2 separate regions of the Mus musculus genome follow, and region 2 is linked to region 1. Evidence: chromatin contacts called from public promoter capture Hi-C data. All regions are on one chromosome and are shown on one strand. The core of a region is the stretch at or near the end of the contact, and the rest is flanking DNA. Distances in the headings are between cores, read along the strand shown. Region 1 holds the start of Gjc2 (gap junction protein, gamma 2). Region 2 holds the start of Slc47a1 (solute carrier family 47, member 1).

Evidence for each region. Promoter capture Hi-C pulls out the DNA fragments that hold promoters and counts their contacts.
Region 2: a contact with region 1 is called in a promoter capture Hi-C map of liver, with 2.4 times the contacts expected there. The contact joins the promoter of Slc47a1 here to the promoter of Gjc2 in region 1.

The regions. Positions count from the first base shown.
Region 1 is chr11:59,181,164-59,184,444 of GRCm38.p6, forward strand. Gjc2 (gap junction protein, gamma 2) reads right to left here and starts at 1,663. Exons shown (of 2, transcript NM_175452.4): 1 at 1,583-1,663. Guk1 (guanylate kinase 1) reads right to left here. Exons shown (of 8, transcript NM_008193.3): 7 at 3,273-3,281; 8 at 2,692-3,024. The coding sequence ends at 2,989.
Region 2 is chr11:61,376,372-61,379,652 of GRCm38.p6, forward strand. It overlaps Slc47a1 (solute carrier family 47, member 1), which reads right to left and starts at 1,704. Exons shown (of 17, transcript NM_026183.5): 1 at 1,542-1,704. The coding sequence starts at 1,676.

The sequences.
Region 1 (3,281 bases), core at 413-2,912:
ATGAAATGGGGACTTGTACCTTTGCCGTGACACCTGAGCCCTATGATTCACCATTATGGCTGTTGATAGCACCTATATAGACAGGCTCATCACCCCCATAGTATTCTTTCTGAAACCCATAACCCCAACAAAGCAAGAGAAAACACAGGCCAGTTTCCAAGAGGGCACCCTGAAAAATACCCGAGTAGTATTTTAGTAGCCATGGGCAGCTAAAACAAGGAGACTAAGAGGTGCTGTGGTATCAGGAGGGGCAAGGGAATGTAGGAAACACACAGACTGCGGCTTTTCACTAACAGAGGCAGCACTAGAGTTTATTATGGTGATGTGTTTCATGCCAGTATGGAATGGGAAATGAGGTCCTCTGGGATCTTTTCTGTACTGTTATCTCCTCTGTTGTAAATTTAAACATGTTGAAGATGTAGGACTCTACCACAGAGTTATGGCACCCAGCAGAAACTACCAACCTCCCGCTTTGACCTGTGAGGCCTTCTTCACCAGCACCCAAGTCACATTCCTGGAAGTTCAAGAAGGCAAAACTTCAACTTCAGACTGTGGGGACCAGAAAAACAGATGGGCTAGCCTGCACCTACCTGGTGTAAGAGTCACAACCCTAAGTCTAGACAACTCCTACAGGTTGAGACTTCAGCTAAACTGCATTCCAAAAACGGAGGCACTAGCCTGAGTAGGCAACCCCCTCCCACTCTCCATGCCTTCCTTTGGCATTGCCCAGAGTACACACGTGTGCCCAATTCCTTGTAGAAAGCCCATACTCACCCTGGTCCTTGTCTCTCCAGTCCTGCCAGCCCCTCCACAGCTGAGCCAGGTTCCCCTCCCCATTTCTAGAAATCACTTCCCAGCTGGGTCCACACTGTCCCATACAGAGCCAACTCCAGCCAGCAGGCCCTCCAAAACGGATCTTCTCCAACCTCCCCGTCCTTGGACCCTGTATCTCCCCTTTTGGCTGCCCATCCTCATATCTCCCTCTCTGCAGTCCCTAGACACAGAAGGTAGGTGGGAAGGAAGCACTTAGAGTGAACTGCTGTGGCATCCCAAAGACTTCTGTGCTGGCTACCGCGCCACACTAACACAGCAGCGGTTGTGTAGGTCCAGCTGCTGAGAGGGTCTGCTTGGTAGCAGGCAAGTGGATAATGAAGTTTCTTCAGTTTGAGTAGACTGGGCCTGGTGCCCATACTGATCCCTGGGACACACTACAACTGGCTGGGGTGGACTGGCCCATCTTAAGATGGCCTGAAGGGTCTCAGCTGCTGGGGGAGGTACTGAAAATACCCTAGGCTCTCCGGTTTGTTCCCATCTCCCTCTACCATGGGTTTAGTTACCCCAAAAGAGCCACAAAGCCAGCTGAAGCCAAGCTAAAGGACACCCTGAGGGTCCCTTAATACAGCAAGACAAGATCTGGCCAGAGACTCAGTGAGTCTTCCAGGGTGGCATCTGGCACCAGCTGTGACACACCCCACAGAGCCTGAGAGGGGATGCAGGAACCTGGGAACCTCCACCTTAGCAGTAAGGAGTACAGACCAGTCAAGGCCCAGCCAGGCTGCAGCCCCAGCAGTACCCTCCCTACCTTCTCCAGGCTGGAAATGCAAACCTTCGGCTGAGCCCCTCCACCTGCCGGCTGGATGCTGATCCTCTCTAAGGGCATACTGTGGGGCTAGGGCCACCTCTCGCCACCAAGCACAATGGGGGATGGAGGAGGGGCCCTCAAGGGCTCCATTGTTCCCCCTAGGGTCTGAATCCATGATTGTCCCTGGGGGTGGAGCAGCAGGGATCTAGACAGGCCTGCTGGTCTCCCCAGCCTCCACTTGAAGTCCAGGCAGTTCTGGCTCACCCTTCTAGAGAAACATCTGCAGTTTTGGAGGCAGCCCAGGACTTCCCAGTCTCTCTGGCTACTTCTGCCTGGGTACCTGCCTGCCCTCTTCACACCCACATCCAGTTAATACCCCCAAGTCTGCCCCAGGAGCAGCCTCACCTGGAGATGCACAAGGCAGAGCTGTGGCTGACCACCGGGTGGGGGTAGCTGGCAACAACCACTGCCCTCCCTGCTGGGATTGCTCTCTTGGGCGGAGCCAGCAGCCTGGGCTGGGAGCCCAGAGGAAGAGGGAGGACAGCAGGACCAGACACTCAGAATGTCTCATCGTGGACAGGAGGGGAGGGACATCTCCCTCAGGAATGCTGCACCCTGCTACAACCTCTAGAGCTCAAAATTTGCGATCTTTACAGAAGGCCCAGGACTCTGCCTGCCTGCAGCCCTCACAGGGCTCACCTGCCCTTCCTTGGGTTGGCTGCCTATACCCAAGGCCAAGAACACACAGCACCCACAGCTCCAGGGCCAGCATTATGACCTTAGCTCTTCCCCTGCAGCTGGGCACTTTTGTTCCTGGCAAGTGGTATCTGTCCCTCTGAGTCCCCAAATGGCTCAGAAATACCTCAAAGAGACAGCAGCACTAGGTTGTCTAGGGCTGAGACGATTCCAGCCCATACTGATTGTCCCAGTTGCCTGACTCCCAGGGGAAGAAGTGAACACGAGCAACCCTAGCCAGCATTCTGATGACTAGTGGACCCTGGATGCGGGCAGGGACAAGGGCCACTAGACACCTATGCAGAGCCCCCTTAGCAGCCTTCATCTGGGCTGACCATGGAGGGGCAGAAAGCCAGAGGCCATAAGCCCAGTATGGAGGGCTGTGACACTATAATTCAGTAATTACTTTATTAAGAGGTCAGTCCCGCTCCAGCAGAAGGAACAAGGAAAGGAACACAAATAGTCCAGGGAGATTAGATATGGGTACTCTTTGGAGTCATTCAGCCAGTGAGTCAGCCCACGGTGCAGAGCCACCTTGTGGTCAGACAAAGGGTAGCTCCTTCTACTCCACAGTGGAAGTCTACTACAAGTCCTTGGTGCCCTGGCAAAGTTTCCCCCACCTCCAGGCAAATTTAGACCACAGACATCACTCTGTGGAATGAAGCAGGCCTTCAGGCGTGGCCAGTTCCCTGTGCTTTCTTGATTTCCTGCCAAGGAAGAAGGGAAACAGAAAGTCAGGAGAGGCAGGGAACCAGGGAGGGCTAGGGCTCATATCCTCCCTGGGTTCCCAGGGACTCCGGCTTTGCACCTGTACTTGACCATTCTGGCAACTGGCAAAGCCAGGGCTGCTTACAACACAGCAGGGTGTGAGCCCCGGCAACACAGGGTTTGCTGCGTTCACAGGATGGCTTGTGCAGGGGACTTCCCCAAGACAGGGTAGATGGGAAGGGCCTACCTCAGAGAG
Region 2 (3,281 bases), core at 454-2,953, 2.2 Mb after region 1:
AGTAGATAATTACACAACCCTTAGGAAGCAGGGGGTGCCCAGCAGCTAGCACAGAGATGGAGGACCAAGAAGGGCTCCATACACAAGAGACTAAGCTGCCCGGGACAGAAATCTTGATGGCAGGCTTGCAAAGTAGTCCCTGGGTCACCTGGCTTCTCCAGCTAAGGAGTACAGGGGAAATTCCCAAGTGACCCCCCAAGTGATCTGAGAGCCTCTCCCCAACCCTTTCTCTGTTGGTCTTAGTGGTTTTTATTTGTTTGTTTGTTTGTTCATTCATTTGTTCTTTCTTCCTTTCTTTTTCCCTCTGTAATGGGTATGCATTGTGTTGGTGAGAAACCAATGACATACATGTATACATTCATGTTCCCATGTAGGAAAAGTAGCCAGTTCCCCTCTATTAGCCTAGAACTGGGGATCACGTGACTAGAAGAGGGCATGAGCTCCAAATGCTGCTGCTGCTGCTATTTTTCCTCTTTGGGTTTCTGAAGCAGGAGCTCATGCTGTAGCCCAGGATGGCTTGGAACAGTAAGTCACTCTAGTCACCTTTCTGCCCCAGTCTCCCAAGCACAGAGATTCCAGGCCACGGCTACCACACCACACCTGATTCTTAGGAAGCTTTTCTGGCAGCAACTCAGTGAGACTAAGTTACGGCAAAGCTGACGGCTCATAGACTTCATAGAAAGGAGAACGGAGCTGTTCTGAGTCCGTGGGCTGTTCCCTAACATGCTTGGGAAGATCCACACAGGAACTGAACTTCAAGTCTGGAGACTGAGCACCGCAGAGGGCTGTGAGCTCCTATGCCTCTCCTGGACCTGTAGCTGATGGCTTCACCCTGGGCTTTGATCTTGCTTCTCTATGCCCTATCGTGTGTGTCAAGAGGGCACACATGCCGGGGCTCAGGGGCTCCCAGGTGCTTGAATGTCTGCCTCTTGGCCAAATGTTTATTCACTCAGACACACAGAGTGTGTCAGAGAAGTGGCTTTCTCACCCTTGAGGACTGAAAACCCCCAAACTGACAGAGAACAGAAGGCAGCACGTGTGTGATGTGGTTCTGTGGTTTGGGGGGTTTTTTTGTTTTTGTTTTTTTCCCACGTTGCTTCTAAAAGCCGAGATTGAGAGAGACCTAGTCTAATGAGTAAAATCGACCCCACTAATAAAAGCACTTCCTACCCAAAGGGAACCTCATTAAAACCTCAGATTTTGAGCGCAGCGCTTAGTGGAAGAGGAGCTGACACAGGATGCTTCTGCGTCAGACATTGGCTCTAGATTCCAAATAGTTTTGAAAGCCTAATTCTAAGGTGACAGTTTACCTTCCTGTTTCATGCCTCTGCCTGGAGAGAGACAGGTCTGAGTGCTTTTATTTTCAGGAACCCCTGGCTTCAGGGCGCACGCCAAGAGTCACTAGGCTCTGCACATCCCCATAGCTGTGGCCCGCTGCAGGCTCTTCGGGTCCCCAACCCCGCCAAGTCAGACCCTGAAATTTAGGTAACTGGGCCCCCAGTCCTCGGGGACCGGCCTGCAGCCGAGGCCACCTGACTCACCGCAGGACCCGCCAGGACCAAGAGTGCCCGCAGCTCCTCTAGGAAGCCGGGCAGCAGCAGGCAGCGTAGCCCACGGCGCTCGGACGCAGCGTCCGCGCCTCCCGGCCCGGGAGCGGACTCCTCCGTGCGTTCCATGTGGCCTCCGTGGTGTCAGGGCTCGGAAGCCGCACGAGGACCCACAGGCCTGGAAGACTCCAGTCCCCGCCCTCGGCCGCCTCCCCTAAACCCGCCCAGCGCCAGCCGAGGATCTGCAACCTTGGACTCACCCCTTGCCCTTGCAACCCCAAGGCCTGCGCATCTCCAAAGGCTAGCCAGCACCCTAATGTAGGAACAGAAAAGTTTGCAAAAGTGCTGGAAGCAAAAGGAAAGAGCGCGCTGAGGCAAGGACCTTCCAGTCGCTGTCGCTGTCGTTGCAAGGGAGCAGAGGGCACTTGAGAAATTAGGGTGTGGAAGGACTTAGAGTCCTGAGACATGATCCCACTACGGTCAGCCAAAGGTCCGATCGTGGTTCCGCTGTGGCCAGCAAATATTGGATCTGGCAGTAGTGGGTGTTCAAGGTCTCTGCTGTGCAGCTTGTGGTCAGCTCAACACACACTTTGCTATAGGTTTCTATAATCTCTCTCTCTCTCTCTCTCTCTCTCTCTCTCTCTCTCTCTCTCTCTCTCTCTCTCTCTCTCTCTCTCTCTCATTGTTCCATTAAAGTACATAACACCTACCAGGGGGAAAAGCAAGCCACATTGTCCGGGTAACACAGAAGTGTTCGCTGGTCTTGGATGGTCAGAAACAGGAGATACTGTGGCAAGAATATACAGGTTCAAGGGACACCTGCAGCCTGGAAAAATGCAGGCTTGTCACCAGGACCCTACTCTCCTCATCTGTAAACTCAAGATGCGTTTCCACAGTCCCACCCACTTGCAGCCCTGCACAGGAGGACTGACTCACAGATGTTAGCTCCAAGTCAAAGGTGACTCCTGTGAGAGAGGCTAAAGTCCCTTCTGTGGCAACTGGTCTTGAATAACAAATGTTTCTGCTCACTGTTAGTTTCACACTGCTGTGACAAAATATCCCAAAAGCAACTGAAGGGGAGAGGGATTGATTCTGGCCCGTGGTTTCAGAGGTCTCCATCCATGTCCAAGAAAGGATAGAGAGGAGTGTTTTCTTGCCTTGTGACAGCCAGGATACAGAGAGACAAAATGCTCTTCAAGGACATGCCTGTGTGATTCGCTCTCTGCAGCTAACCTAGTTTCCAGAGCCTTCCAAAGTGAGACCACCAGGTGGAGGAAGACCTCAGCATAAGAGTCTGTGAGAGGCGACAGTTCATATTCAACCCATACCCTCAGATAACCAGGGACTCTGGAGTCAGGATTTGGGGGTTGGTATTTAAGTATTTAGGGATGGAACCCATGCCCAGCTTCACACACACACTGAGCAAAAGTCCTACCTCTGAGCTACAGCCACGGGGAATCTACAGGTTTAAAAAAGATTGTTGTATCCCTGGGAGTAGAATACTTATCTAATATATGAGAGGTCCTAGGTTCCAGCACCATAAAAAGAACAGACTGTCTTAGTCAGTGTTTATTGCTGTGAAGAGATACCACGACCAAGGCAACTCTTATGAAGGAAAGCATTTAACTGGGACTTGCTTACAGTTTCAGAAGTTTAATCCATTGTCATCATGGTGGGGAGCACGGTAGCACACAGGTAGACACTGTGCTGGAGAAATAGCTGCAAGTTCTACAT